4 separate regions of the Mus musculus genome follow, and regions 1, 2 and 4 are each linked to region 3. A link is a contact called in public HiChIP or PLAC-seq data. All regions are on one chromosome and are shown on one strand. The core of a region is the stretch at or near the end of the contact, and the rest is flanking DNA. Distances in the headings are between cores, read along the strand shown.

The links. HiChIP or PLAC-seq counts read pairs in DNA pulled down with a chosen protein or histone mark.
Region 1: an H3K4me3 HiChIP or PLAC-seq map of embryonic basal ganglia shows a contact between it and region 3, with 3 times the contacts expected there. The contact joins two enhancer-like sites. A contact is called at or near these places in 2 of 39 promoter capture datasets (the C10 cell line and cranial neural crest), 1 of 15 datasets of contacts at CTCF or cohesin (the NIH/3T3 cell line), 3 of 115 datasets of contacts at active chromatin or transcription factors (the HPC-7 cell line, embryonic basal ganglia and embryonic stem cells) and 1 of 9 other capture datasets (embryonic stem cells).
Region 2: an H3K27ac HiChIP or PLAC-seq map of double positive thymocytes shows a contact between it and region 3, with 4 times the contacts expected there. The contact joins two enhancer-like sites. A contact is called at or near these places in 9 of 39 promoter capture datasets (the C10 cell line, the HPC-7 cell line, cranial neural crest and 5 more), 2 of 15 datasets of contacts at CTCF or cohesin (the NIH/3T3 cell line and large pre-B cells), 5 of 484 Hi-C or Micro-C datasets (the C10 cell line, bone marrow-derived macrophages, group 2 innate lymphoid cells and 1 more), 12 of 115 datasets of contacts at active chromatin or transcription factors (the HPC-7 cell line, cardiomyocytes, double positive thymocytes and 8 more) and 1 of 9 other capture datasets (embryonic stem cells).
Region 4: a contact with region 3 is called in a FOXA1 HiChIP or PLAC-seq map of pancreatic cancer cells. The contact joins two enhancer-like sites. A contact is called at or near these places in 1 of 39 promoter capture datasets (cranial neural crest) and 2 of 115 datasets of contacts at active chromatin or transcription factors (embryonic stem cells and pancreatic cancer cells).

The regions. Positions count from the first base shown.
Region 1 is chr1:64,407,878-64,411,538 of GRCm38.p6, reverse strand. No RefSeq gene overlaps it. Among named protein-coding and RNA genes, the nearest start is that of Gm36148, 110 kb to the left of the region's middle. Within about 2 kb of position 2,163, at least 23 of the 459 cell types and tissues checked have an H3K27ac peak or open chromatin away from gene starts, as enhancers often do. A contact at or near this core is called in embryonic basal ganglia, where this site is marked.
Region 2 is chr1:64,447,677-64,451,174 of GRCm38.p6, reverse strand. No RefSeq gene overlaps it. Among named protein-coding and RNA genes, the nearest start is that of Gm36148, 67 kb to the left of the region's middle. Within about 2 kb of position 2,209, at least 39 of the 459 cell types and tissues checked have an H3K27ac peak or open chromatin away from gene starts, as enhancers often do. A contact at or near this core is called in double positive thymocytes, where this site is marked.
Region 3 is chr1:64,086,316-64,089,725 of GRCm38.p6, reverse strand. All of the region lies in intron 1 of Klf7 (Kruppel-like factor 7 (ubiquitous)), which reads left to right. The region is part of intron 2 of Gm13748 (a long non-coding RNA gene); the gene reads right to left. Among named protein-coding and RNA genes, the nearest start is that of Gm13748, 8.7 kb to the right of the region's middle. Within about 2 kb of position 1,300, at least 186 of the 459 cell types and tissues checked have an H3K27ac peak or open chromatin away from gene starts, as enhancers often do. A contact at or near this core is called in double positive thymocytes, embryonic basal ganglia and pancreatic cancer cells, where this site is marked.
Region 4 is chr1:63,704,180-63,707,674 of GRCm38.p6, reverse strand. All of the region lies in intron 9 of Mdh1b (malate dehydrogenase 1B, NAD (soluble)), which reads left to right. Among named protein-coding and RNA genes, the nearest start is that of Dytn, 19 kb to the right of the region's middle. Within about 2 kb of position 1,709, at least 26 of the 459 cell types and tissues checked have an H3K27ac peak or open chromatin away from gene starts, as enhancers often do. A contact at or near this core is called in pancreatic cancer cells, where this site is marked.

The sequences.
Region 1 (3,661 bases), core at 914-3,413, 320 kb before region 3:
AGGCAAAACCGACTGACAGGGGCATTATGGGACAGTCCTGGAGGATTCAGAATCCATACTCCTCCAAGGAGGTCCCATGCACAGTTTCATTCATGCTGACGCTAAGGGTCCTATCACATTTGAAAGAAAGTGATAAGTCAGCACCCCCACCCCCACCCCACGACTCGCAGTAGCACCGTGCCTGGAGAGTTCTTGACTGAACCAAGGAAGGCCTGCATCTGTCTGAGATGCTGGTGAGACTGAGCTTGTTTCCTCATGACAGACCGGTCTGAAAATAAGAGTAAAGAGCAAAGCTACAGCAAATCTTTGTCTTGTTCTTCTTGGTGTCTGTAAGAAGCACTTGCTGAATTTATCCTGATTGATTTATCACTATTTCTGTCTCATTGTTCTCCTGTCCCTCAGCCCCACCATTCTACACTAGAGAACCTTCAAAAGACCCTCCCAGTGGCATGAGGATGTCTTGCATAAGATCATGTGGAAGACAAACTGAATCATCACTGAGTGTTTCCCCTAAACATTTTTTTTTCTCCTATGAATACCAGTTTGAAGTCCTTGGGCCAAGTTGGTAGGTCTCCCTTTTTTCTTCTTTTATAATAAGTGCCATCTGATGAAGGTCTTTAAAGCTTGATGAACTAAGACTTTTGGTAAGTCCATGTCATTGGCCCCCAGACCTAACGATAGAGGTTTCCGGATCGCAGTAATGATGGGAAGTTGAGTGACCTTGAGGGCTAAGACCAAGCTCCAGTGAAGATTAAAGGTTGACTGAACTATGTTTTTCTTTAGGCTCCTCTGGGATAAGGGGTGGGGGAGGGGGAGGGTAAAATGGAAGCATCATATTTTGGAGGCGACAAGAAATCCTCATAATGGAATTGGGAAATGGGATAAGGAAGAAGAGGAGGCTAACAAAGATTACATTACCCAGATGTTCTTATTCATTCTTCCTAGACTCTCTGGGAGAGAGGGTAAGACACAAGTCAGGGGCTGGAGAGGTGGCTCAGTGTTTAAGAGCACTTACTGTACCTCTAGAGGCCCTGTGTTCAATTTTTAGCACCCATATGGTAGCTCACATTATCTGTAACTCCAGTTCTAGGGGATCATGTATGGCACCAGGCATATACATGGTACACATAAATGTGCATGCAGGCAAAATACCCATGCCCATAAAATAAAATAAATAAGTCTTTAAAAGTCCAAAACAAAACCCATACATAGCTCAGGCTTATTCCAACTCAGAGGTGAGAAAGAAGAAATGTTTGTTTGTTTTTTTCTTTTGTGAGACAGAGTCTTTGTACATTTCTGAGGCTAACCTAAGACTCAAGTAGTACAGGCTCACCTTGAAGATCCTCTTGCTTCAGTGTCCTGAGTGCTGCAATTATAGGTATGTATCACCACACCTGGCTGGAGCTGGGCTATTTGGTTGCACAATCCCTCTGCCTGCTGCAGAACATCCATCCATCCATCCGAAGTGGGCTCTCGTAGTCAGAGAAGCAGCAGAGCCAAGAACCATAGGTATTCACAGTTAGCATGCTTTCTTGCTTAAGGAGGAGTGGGAGGGGAGGGGACACTGCCCTAACCTGTTACAGTGGGAGAGTGGGAGGTGGAGTAGCCAGCCGGTCAGATGTGCAAAGAAGCCATCTTTCAGGGTTTCCCTCTTAGTGTGTTAATAAAGAGTATCTCCAGGCAAGAGAAAACAGTGGGAAGCCAGCAAGTGGGAACTTTAGAACAGCCAGTTTTTCTATAAATTCTGCAAGTTAACTGGTAGCTACCCTTGGTGTGGTTTGAGAATTTTTTTTTTTTTAATTTTTATCTTTTGCAAGAGCAGAGGTACCTGATCGACAGATAGCCTCAAAGAAATCTGATTGCACAATACACTTTGAAATTATCTGTTGTGGACTCTTTCTTTTCTCTTTCTCTCTTTTTTTTTTTTTTTTCTTCACAAACCCAAGAATCCTTTAGCTAATTCTTTTCCCAGTGAAGGAGCCAATCAATGTTCTTTCAGGGGAGAAAATTACTAGAGAGCCTAGTATGTGTTTTGATGCCCTAATGAGGCACTATGAATTATCCAACCCAAACCAATTAAGTCTCAGCCCAGCTAGAAGGCTACAGAGGAGATGAGGAGACAGCATGCATTTAGGGCAGAATTAACGGCTTCCATAGCCTGGAAACAGGCTTGGGGGGAAGCCAGACCTTGGAGGAGCTCTGCTGTCCTGAGAGTTGGCAGCCAAAATGTGTTCTAGCCCAACATGAATGCTGACACATTTGCTTCTTTGGCCTTAAATTTTTTAAAATGTCTGTAAAACATAAAATATGTTTTGAACATTACATAAGACTATTAAGAGAGAGCAGATCTTGAGAACATGGTATGTCAGAGACAATAAAATAAGTGAAATGAACTGCTACTGACTGGAGACTTGACCTTGGGCCAGTTGCTCAGTCCTTTCATGTCAATCAAATAGGAAATTATAGCTCAATAATGTGGTTTTGGATTGCAGCTCAATAAGCAAGCTCTAATCTCTTGGTTATGCCTTACTGTACCACGGGAAACCAAGCGCTTATTTTCATTTTAATGGGATCTCTTCCAGTGGGCTGTGACTTTCTGAGGCATGCAGCACAATGCTTGGCTTGGTGTAGGAACTCAGGAACATTGAATAGATTGTAGAGCGAATAGTTATTCATATACTATAAGCCCAGAGGTAGCTGAATATGTGCACTATCAGCCCAAAGAACTGCCTAAATGCAATGGATTCTATTGACTTTTTATACAGTACGTGTATGATATGAAAATATATAAAAAGGGCAGGGGAGTTGGCTCAGTCAGTAAACTGTTTGCTGTGCAAGCTGGAGGGCCTTTTTGGATGTCAGAATTCAAGGTAAGAAAGGCCAGGTACATGGGTGTACAGCTCGAATCCCAAAGTGGGAGGGAGGCACAGTCCCTGAGGCTTGCTGGCCAGCCAGACTAGAAGAATCAGCAAGCTCCATTGTCTCGAAATATAAAGCAGAGTGACTACTGATGTTGACCATGTTCATATACACAAAACTACATAAAGTGATTGGTGCAGATTATGGAGAAAGGACAGCAGATTTGAACTGGTGAGGCTTGTGTGTGATGAGAACCACAACACAGGCTCTGGAGTCAGGTAGTACAAGGCTGGAGTCTTGGCTCTGCTCTCTCGTTAGGGAGCTTTATGTACTTGGCTGTAAGTTACTTCCCTTTCCTGGTCTTCAGCTGCTTCTTTTGGATTTTGTAATTTTCAGCAAAGACCATATAACCTAGAAACCTCCAAGAAGCTTTGAGAAACTGTGTGAGTGTAGCAGCACTCAGCCAAAGCTGGCCACTGGCATCCAAAAGTCTAGAGTGACGTGCAAAAGTTCTCTATCAAGTTCTCTTTAGGTCTCTTATGCCAGCTTTTGATGAATATCCAAGCAACATTTTATTTCACATACCCCTTTCCTGCCTTTATGATCCACCCCTCTATGTCCTGGCTCCATTTGCAATATACAAGGTTTTTTTTTGTTGTTTGTTTGTTTGTTTTTGTTTTGTTTTGTTTTCGAGACAGGGTTTCTCTGTGTAGCCCTGGCTGTCCTGGGACTCACTCTGTAGACCAGGCTGGCCTCGAACTCAGAAATCCACCTGCCTCTGCCTCTCTGCCTCTGCCTCTGC
Region 2 (3,498 bases), core at 960-3,459, 360 kb before region 3:
AAGCAACAACAGCAGCAGCAGCAACAACAACCAAAAAAACCCCAACCAACCAACCAACCAACCAACCACCAAAAAAGTAAGACAAAATCACCACCACAGAAAGAAAGGAAGAGAAAAAGAAAGAAAGAAAGAAAGAAAGAGGAAGAAAGAAAGAAAGAAAGGAAGGAAGGAAGAAAGGAAGGAAGAAAAAAGGAAAGAAAGAAAGAGAGAGAGAGAGAGAGAGAGAGAGAGAGAAGGAGAAAGAAGCAGAGAAAGAAGAAGAGAAATGAAACAGAATAAACTGGGGAGGATGGGACTTTAATAGCCTGTTCATGCAAATTCCTTTTTCTGTCCAGAATTACTCTTGTCTCCAGGCACAGAGCATATGCCTCTCACAAGACACTCTCGTGGCCTCTCCTGAGCTCCAATTTCATGCATATACAATTCTAAGTATAAAAACAGAAATTTGGAATCAGCTGCTACAGCAGCTAGCAATTATTCAACCTGTGAAGGTCAGAATGTAACAGGTTTGCTTTCATTTCTACCAGTGTCTGTCTTTTTCAAAATCATTTTCTGCTAGAATGTTTGGTATACAGCTAAGACGGGTTCACCACAGGGAAAGTTTGAAAACAGTAGGCAGGTAGAAGACTCACCCTGAGTCCCACTGTTTCGGTGTAACTTGTGGTGGTTTGAACGAGAATGGCTCCTGCATGCTCATTGATGCAAATGTGTGGTCCCCAGTTAGTGGCACTGTTTGGGAAGGATCAGGAGGTGTGACCTTGTTGGAGGAGAGGTGTTACTAGGGGTGGGCTCTGAGCTTTCAAAAGTGTTTCTCTGCCTGCTGTGTGTGGGTCAGAATGCTAAGCTCTCAGCTACATCTCTAGCCTCATGGCTCTGTTTCCCACCATAAGGATCATGGACTAACCCTCTCAAAGTGTAAGCAGGCCTCTATTTAAATGCTTTCATTTATACAAGCTGCCTTTGTCATGGTGTCTCTTCACAACAATAGAACAGTGACTATGGTACTGCTATTACTAATATTTTGTTGTGTGTTTTCCAAATATGCTCATATTATAACAGCTGCTGCTGGGGTTCCCACACCCCACTCTTCTTTCTTCTTCTTCTTTGGGTTTTTAAGACAAGGTCTCATGTAGCTCTCAAACTCTATATAGCCAAGGGTCACCTTGAACTCCTGATCATCTTGCCTCATTTTCAATCACATCTCCTTGGAATTGAGCTGTAGTTTATTGTAGATCCAGTATGGTCTTCTGGTGACACTGGCTTGGTTCTTACAGGTTCGGTGCCTTCTGTAGACTAGGGACACTGTACAGATATGTTCTGGTCTACAGTTATTTTTCAGAATCCCAGTGAGGTAGGAGGGACATGCCATTACTGTAAGTATCCATTGAAGACTATAAAGAGGTAAAGAGTCTTCCTGTGGGTGACTCAGCGCGACAGTCTATCAAAGGAGAAGACTTGAATATGACTGTAGGTTTTCTGTTTGTTCATCTCAGTGTAGCCTTATTGCCTGGCTTAATTATTTCAAATGCAGATCCACACTTCAGTGCTTTAGAGATAACTAGTAATTTCTAAAAAAAAAAAAAAGGCTTTAAATTCTCATAGGTAGTTCCATTAACGAAGGGATAAAATGGGGGAAGTGGGAGGGAAGTGAGGAAGGGAAGAGTTAAGTCAGAATGAGTGTTTGCAAACTCGCAAGAATTTACATTTGTGGAAGTCTGTGGCTGTTGAACAAATGTGTGTATCACAATTTTTAGAGACAGAACAGAGGGCATTCAACACAAATGCCTACAAAACACAGACACCTGTTAACATGAGAGAGACCGATGGGGGCACGTTAGGGAGTGGTGGCATTGTCAAACCAGAGAGGGCACCTTCCACCTCCAGGTGTTGGCCCTCCTCAGATCTAGCAGAAAACAAACAAACAAAAAACAAAACAAAACAAAAACAAAAAACAAACCCCAAACCTTCTTCAGCCTTGTCAACTCCTCTCATTCTGCTGAGGACCAAAGCCAGGAGATTTTTATGTAAAATGATAATTTTTAAAAAAGTACACTATAGACCACACTAATGATGCTTGCAAGTGAACTGTGCCTCAGGCTCCAGCCTTGGCACGTGTGAAATTTGATCTCTAGAGAGTTTCAGGTTGCTAAGTAGTGAGGGTTTCCTTTTCTACTGAAATATTCTTCGAGTTGGCGGGACTCTGTTGGAGTTATGAAATGCCTCCCCCCACCCCCCGTTTCTGCAGCAGTCTGCTCCATTCTCTAGAGCTGATGTCTGTCCTCTGCCTCTCCACAGTTCCCACACAGGTTGCCTTCTGTGGACTAGCCCGGCAGCTCTGAGTGCTGGTCCTCAGGTCTAAGCTGTGCACTGTCCTGGGCCACAGAAACTTACCTGACTTACTGAAATCATAAATGATCAGTCCCTTTAAGAAGCCAGGAAGTGGTTGGTTTTTTTAATCAACAACCACAGACCGTTACGTTTACCTAACTGTTTATGAACTGGTCTTGCGTTTACTTCACATGTACAAATGCTTTTCCTTGGAACGGAAGACAGTCACTTCTGCCAGATCCTGTTCATTTGAGAGTTCTTCTGAGCTTATCGCCATGGGAAAAACATTTCTTCCTCCAAGGATCTGAGTTCTGAAAGTTCAGGGGCCCAGTAATGCCATGATTTAATATCCAGTAATTTCTTCTGCCCTCCTGTAAAACCTATGTAAAATGGTAAATCCTAAATCCGTATTGAAACGTAAAGATGGTGTTGTGCTATGTGCATATTTTCCTTTGTGTGCTTATGCTACACAAAATGGATGCAATATTCTATGAAATACTTTTGGAAAACGAGATTTTAAACAAAATCATGCTATTAGAAGGTTGACCACGAGAGGGCAGCATTGTCTACACAAATCTGAATCACAGGCCAATGCCAAGGTTGTATGGCTTAGCCACCATTTGGTTTCAAATACGTGGGAAAAAAAATATTAGCAGCAGCATTATTTATGCTTACATTTGCATTCTTTTCAATAAGGAACTTAGGTCTCTAGGTCTGGCTCACCATTAGGACAAGTCTAATTCTGTCTATATAACAACATCTATTTTCCTCCCCCACTGTGTTTTTTTCTCTTTTCCAAGCAAGCTTCTTTCATATTCTGCAGACAATGTCTGTAGCTTTATTATTTGTTTTAAGAATATGATAACGCTCTTTTATGATCCAGCCATATGTGTGTGTGTCTGTGTGTGAGTGCACGCACACTCATGGATGAGGGTGTAGGTGTTATGCACATAGAAGTCAATCTTGGGTGTTGTTTGACATTTCCCACCTTGGCATCTGTCTGTCTGTCTATACATGTATGTATGTGGTATATATGTATCTGTATATATGTCTATCTATCTTTCATCTACCTATGTATGTATGTATGTATGTATGTATGTAAGTTCTCTAGCACTAAGACTGTAAACAAGGTCCTTGTTTTTTCTTTTTCAATGTTCTTGATTTCTTTTT
Region 3 (3,410 bases), core at 51-2,550:
CTACTCCATGAAATAAACCTTCCTCTCAGCTTAGAGTATGAGATTTGCTCTATACTGTAAACACGTAAACTTATCCCCTGAAGCTCTGAAGTACTTACAGTTAAAGCCTGGTAAGAAATTTGAACACAGACAACCAGCCTGCCTCTTATGTTTTTCAGTGAAGAAATTTTTGAATTCATCATAGTTCTGGGCTCCAGTCTCCAGAATTGTGACCACTGATGGGTTTTCAATTTGATCAGAGTTGCTTGCTCTGTTCATTCATTCACCCACCCATTCACTCATTAAGCAAAATATATGGCAGGTCACAAGTCAGGAATGAGTCCAGTTGCCTTTGTCATGCACATACTCTAGCTAAATTTTCATTTTAGAGATTGATGAAATCAATAGCCTCAAGGAGCCAAGAAATACAAAATTGTAGCCCTCTGTTAAACCAGGATCACTGAGTGTCAGAGGCATTGGGGTTCCTGTTCAGAGGCAGGTCTCATACAGTCCCGGTCCTCCAAACCCTTTCCCTTCACCACACTATTGACATTGGGCGTCTCATGCTTTGACCCTGCCCTCCATGGTCGGGTCTTCCTTTGATCTTCCCATTGCTATTTCACGCCATCTGAGTGCCACAGACTGTGCATACACTCTAAGCTCAGCCCATCCTTCCCTTAGATGAGAATCCTGAGCTCAGAGAGGTTGAGGTTGCTCCATCATGCAGCCATTTTAAATATTTTAGGAAATTGATTTTACCGGCACACAGTTACACAAAATCACAACTGTTGCACAAGAAAAGCGGTTCAGGGCTGGCTTTCATTGTGCCCTTGGCTGCCATTTTTCCATGGTCTGAGGAAGTACAACACTCTTCCTGTACCCTGCATTGTCTGTAACGTTCCGATCCCGAGGTTCCTGGAAGCTGTATTTGAGTGTCTTCTGTGATTGTCAGCAACTAGATTGCATCTGCCACTGAGGGCCCCAGTGGGCTTTGAACCTCTTCTTCTCCGGAAATTCATGCTGTTGAGAGGGAGAGGACAACACCGTCCATGCGTGCAGTGATGCCCTGAGTCAAAGAAGTGTGTGTGTGTGTGTGTGTGTGTGTGTGTGTGTGTGTGTGTGTGTGTGTGTAGTAGAGGAAGGGCATATTTAATTAACCCAACTCAGAAGTCTGTAACAGTGTTCTAGGAGGGAGTCCGTGAGATGACTTTACTAAATAAATAAGAATCCCAGAAGCGCCAGTCAGGCTGAGCAGCAACCTGGGAGAGGAAGGGGAGATGATGTCATGGTTTCGGCATGTTCCCATCCTGACTGCTGAGAGTACCGAGGCTCATGGAGTTTGTGTAGGGTGTGTGAGTGTGTACAGGGTTAATAGGAACGGGTGGGGTGTGTACGAGTGAGCTGTAAAACAGATTAATAACCCCTTGTCAGACCTTTCCCCGTTAACTGTGTTTTTCAGTAATTTTAGTTTGAATGAGAGAGAGCTCTCTAGCCAATTAGTGTTTATTTGTTTCTTTTGGCAAGGCATGTTGGGTGGTGGGGAGAGGAATGAGATTGGTGAGTTTCAAATTTGTGTTTTGTTTTTGCATTTTGGAGGAAGTGAGTAGCATGAGTTTGGGTTTTCAATGCTGCCCCCCCTCCCTCCCCGCTTTTAAGAGGCAGGAGGCAAGACGTGGCCAGCTGGTGCCTTGAACTGACACAGGTGCAGAGGCTGTGGGGGGTGGGGAGCCAAGAATAATTACAGGTTTCTGAAGCATCAGGCCCTGCCTGACACAAGCGCTCGTCAAGAAAACTGCTCTTTATGGAAAATTAATGGTGAAGCTTAAAACCCGTCGGGCTCATTGTTGTTCTTGGGACACCATCTTGCAGAAAAGAGGTCTTTCCCCAGGTCCGTGGGCTCTGTGAGACGCCTGCCTTCCCAAACAGGAACTGCTTAGCGTTGTTACTGACTGTAATGGATTTTTTCCTTTAGGATTGTGAACTTGAGACCCCTGTGGGGTTGCATATCAGATATCTTGCAGATCAGATATTTACATTACAATCCCTAACAGTAGCAAAATTACAGTTACGAAGAAGCAACAAAATAATCCTATAGTTAGGGCCACCACAACTGGAGGAACTGTATTAAAGGGTTACAGAATTAGAAACATTGAGAACTACTGCCTTAGGGAGTCATCTTGTTTAATTTTTAGATCTATCTCTTGACAGCAGTATATAGAGAGTAATTTTCTTTGATTCTTAAGGCATGGATTTTATTATGTTCATGAGAATGAAATAATGACTAAAATTGGGACATCTATTGAGACTTGGTTTTAGGGTACTTAAGTAGCAAATAGTAATAGTATTTCCACCTGTTTGATCCTAAATGGTGGCTTGGCTGGAAGAGATGGATAGAGGAGACAAAGGATCATCTGTATGTCTAGCTGTTCGTGTGCACTAGTATCTTAATTACTCCAGAGTTGGAATTTAATTAGCTTAGTAGCTGAGGAACAGTGAGGAGCCTCCTTGAGGGCCAACTGAAGACCGGTGGACTTCAAACTGATATGTTTGGGGAGGTAGCACCCAAAAAAAACAATGAAAAACTGAGTTTTGTCTGTCCGTCTGTCTGTGCTTGGTCCATGTGGCATCCAGTTGACACTGTTACCTTGAAAATTGATGGTAAGAGCCAGGATAAGGCATTCCTATTTGGAGAAGGAGGGAAGCCTAGAACCCAGGGCCCAGCTTTGCCCAGCTTTGCCCAGCTTTGCCCTGATTGTGTGACTTCAGTGTCAAATTTGGAACAGAGTGGTTTGTAGGATTCACGTTATGTATGCATTGAAACTAAAAATCCCTCAGGAGATCAAAGGGGAATTTGAGGATGCTGTACATCGTGTATCCCAGGGGAAGTAATTTCAAAGACACTGTCCTCTTCCCGGGCCTTTAATCCCATCTCCTTCCTTCCTGGCTTCCTCAAGAAAAAATATCCAAACTAATGTTGTCTTTGTATGTTGGAAATGATTTGGGGAGGAGAAGCACTAAAGAGGTTTTGCTATAAATTTCCTAACTTTTGTTTGTTTAGAATTAATTTTCACAGCATTGTCTCTCAGAATTTACAAATTGCTAGAGGGAAATGTTTAATTTGGTTTCAGCTCTGGCAACCAGTGGATCTGAGAAAGAGTCAGGAGGAATTTCATTGGCTCTAGAACCCTGGTTGTTTTGTGGAGTTCAGCAGCTCTGACAGCAGTGTGTAATACTATTGTACCTATGGGGTATGCTACTGATGTGGGGTTTTCTTTTTTAAACCTAGTAGTTAAAACACGAAGTAAGAGATTTTTACTTGTGCTGTATTCTTGCTCACTCGAGTCTTCTAGATAGAATCCACTTCTTTCCAGCTTTCTAATGCTAATGTGCTAGTGATAAAAATCAAGAAATGGTAAAAATTGTCTTGGGAC
Region 4 (3,495 bases), core at 460-2,959, 380 kb after region 3:
ACACACACACACACACACACACACACACACACACACACACACTGCCCAGGGATTTTGGCCTTAAGACATATCATTCCCTGGAATAATACTCCTCTGATAGTGGGACCCAAATGAGTTAGGAATGTGAAGCTATTTATGTCTGTCCTAAGAACAGCTTGGATAAGTTAGAGTCCCCATGATGAATGCCTCTACTGCCTTTGTCATTTACTATGTGTGCTAACTCTTAAGAATGACTGGCAGGGCTGGAGAAATGCCTTAGCAGTTAAAAGCACTGACTGCCCCTCCAGAGGTCCCGAGTTCAATTCCTAGCAACCATATAGTAGCTCACAACCATCTATAGCAGGATCTGATACCCTCTTCTGGTGTGTCTGAAGGCAGCTAAAGTGTACTCATATAAATAATAAATAAATCTTAAAAAAAAAAAGAATGACCAGCAAAGCATTTCTGAAGTAAAGAATAGAAATGAAGATGAAGAAGGTTTTGAGGAATCCTGTAAGTGAGCATGTCTACTGAGCAATGAACACATGTCTTTGAGCATAAGACAGAATTGGGCAAAATATGAGGATATAGAGTGATCAGCAATCATTACTTCTTATTAGAAAATGGTAACTCTGGTGACCTTTAGGAAGAGGTCACAGGTGACTAGAGAAAGGACACTTCACCTGTAGTCTCTCATGTATTCAACTTGGTTTCAATAGACATTGCTTATGAATTCAAACATAGAAAGAAATGTGTGGATGTCTGGATAGGTGGGTGTCAATGTTTCCCCACCACTGGAGAGGAAAGGGATGAAGCTACAGGAGAGTAGGTAGATGAGTCCTCAGGACAGAATACAGGGCCAGTCCTAAACTAGGAACATGTTTAGTGTTAAGTCTGGAGGAAGAGACAATGATTGCAGATGGAGGTACCTGTGCAAGCAAAGAAAGTGCAGAACAAAGCAGGAGACAAGGCCAGATCCAGAGATTCAGAGACCACAATGAAGAAGGGCAGAGTTTGAAATAGCTACTTTTTAAAAGGATAAACCATTCAGAAAAGGTACGGGGAGTTCCTTGGAAGTCAGAGATCAAAATTTGTAGGGAGTCCAGTGTGTGGTTGTGGGATTCCCTAAAAACAATGCCCAGCTGCCTGGATGCAGAGGTGGAAGGTGCCCCCAAATATTAGCCTGGGCATCCATCCCAAATATTAGTGTGTACCTCCATTCCATTCTGTGAGAATGACAACACTCAATGCTGTGCTCCAAAACTTATTCTGAGGTTTCTCATGCTGCCTTTATTTGGAATAACGAATTGTCTCTGAAAAGTTTTCTTCTTTTTCTCGATATTCTACTCCTTTGCTTACTTAGGCTTTAAATAGTTGCTGAGGTGATTTTTCCCATCAGCACGGAATGTGGGATGGAGAATGAGCTCAGTCTTGTTGTTCACTTGGCATTTGAGGAGGAAGAGGGCTAAGGCAAGGAGGTGAAGATAACTGAGAGAAACATTGACTCTGGCGGGTTTATACCACATAAGGAAGAAAAGGCTAACTAGGAATCAAAGTCCAACCAGAGGTGATTTTTAAAAGATCTAAGACCCGATCGCTGCCGTTTCTAACCATCTAAGACAGTTGCTGTCTTTCAGAATGAACTAATAAAAAGAAACTGGCGGAAGGCTCTTGGTTCAGACCAAGGAGGATTTAGTGGAGGTGTGGGCAGAGTGTGAGGCTGGGGAATTCAGAGCTTGGCTGATGACCAAATCCCTAGGATGGAGCCAAAACAAACACAGCCCAGGGCAGAGTGGAGGTGGCGGGGGGGGGGGGGCTCTATAAGTCCAAGGGGCATCTGGTTTTAACTGGAGCTCTTTTATTTTTAAAATTTACAGCTCCTCTGGGTGGCTACCTTCTTTTGGCAGACTAGAGCTATAATTTTCTTTCTTTAGAAAGGGCTACAAAACTGTATATGACTCACTGACTGGTAGCTGGTCCTAAATTTTCCAACTATTCTTGATTATAGAGTGTCTTGTAAAAGAATGTGGTGTAGAATAGGCTGAATTTTTATTAACAGAGATCTAGATTACTTTGCTACCTTTGGACCTTTTATCGCTTACAAAAAACTAAACCCACTGCCCCAGATATTCCAAAACTCAGAAACTTAAAAATAATGAGAGACTGAATCTCTGAGCTTGGAGATCTCTGTTTTTAACTCACTGTTGAGAAGATACATGTAGGAGGGTATGACATTTCATCAATTAACTTAATACTGTTCTGGAATTTAGACAATACACTGAGTTTTAAAACATCAAAAGGCCTCTGGCCCCTCCATAGATGACAACCAGGAAGAGCCCAAGGCCATGAATGCTTGCAGACTGAGGTGGGAGGAGAAAAAAAAATGTTCCTTTTAATCTAAGAATGTGCACCAAGTTTCAAAGAAAGAAAGTTTTATTATTTTATTTATTTACATGTCAAATGTTGTCCCCTTCCCAGTCTCCCCTCTGCAACCCCCCATCCCATCTCCCTCCCCTTTGCCTCTAAGAGGGTGGTCCCCCCACTCACCCACTCCCACCTCACCCCTCTAACATCCCCCGTTCACTGCGGCAACAAGCCTCCACAGGACTAAGCACCTCCCCTCCCATTGATGCCAGATAAGGCAGTCCTCTGTCACATATGTATTGGGAGCCATGGACCCAGCCATGTATACTCTTTGGTTGGTGGTTTAGTCCCTGGGAGCTCTGAGGGTTCTGATTAGTTGGTGATATTGTTCTTCCTGTGGAATTGAAATCCCCTTCAGCTCCTTCAGTCTTTCCCTAACTCTTCCTTTTGGTTCCCCAGGCTCAGTCAAATGGTTGGCTGTGAGTGTCTGCATCTGTCTTAATCAGGTGCTGGCAAAACCTCTCAGAGTACAGCCATACTAGGCTTGACTCAAGACTAGCCAGCACAAAGGTTCTAGTCACACACACTGTGCCAGAAAAGGACCTAAGAGCCTATGATACATCAAGACTGACAATTAATTAAGCAGCTTAAGAAAATGGTTTTGTAGGTCAAAATGAAGGAAACATGATTGGCAATCTAAATACTCAGAGGGAGAGGAAAGATCAGTTAACATGAAAGAGAAAAGCCTCAACATGTCTTGAAAGTTGCTTGGGAACTGAGATAGCTGAAGAGCAATAAATAGGCATGTCTGTGTTCAGGAACAGCACTGTACTGGTCATGTAGCATGAAGGGTTCTAGAGATCTGCCACCAAACAGAATGCATGTGTCTTAGTCAGGGTTGTACTGCTGTGAACAGACACCATGACCAAGACAACTCTTATAAGGACAACATTTAATTGGGGCTGGCTTACAGGTTCAAAGGTTCAGTCTATTATCAACAAGGTGAGAGCATAGCAGCATCCAGGTAGGCATGGTACAGGAGGAGCTGAGAGTTCCACATCTTCATCTGAAGGCTGCCAGAGAATGCTGGCTTCCAGGCAGCTAGGAGGAGGGTCTTATAACCCACAGCCACAGTGACACACCTACTCCCAC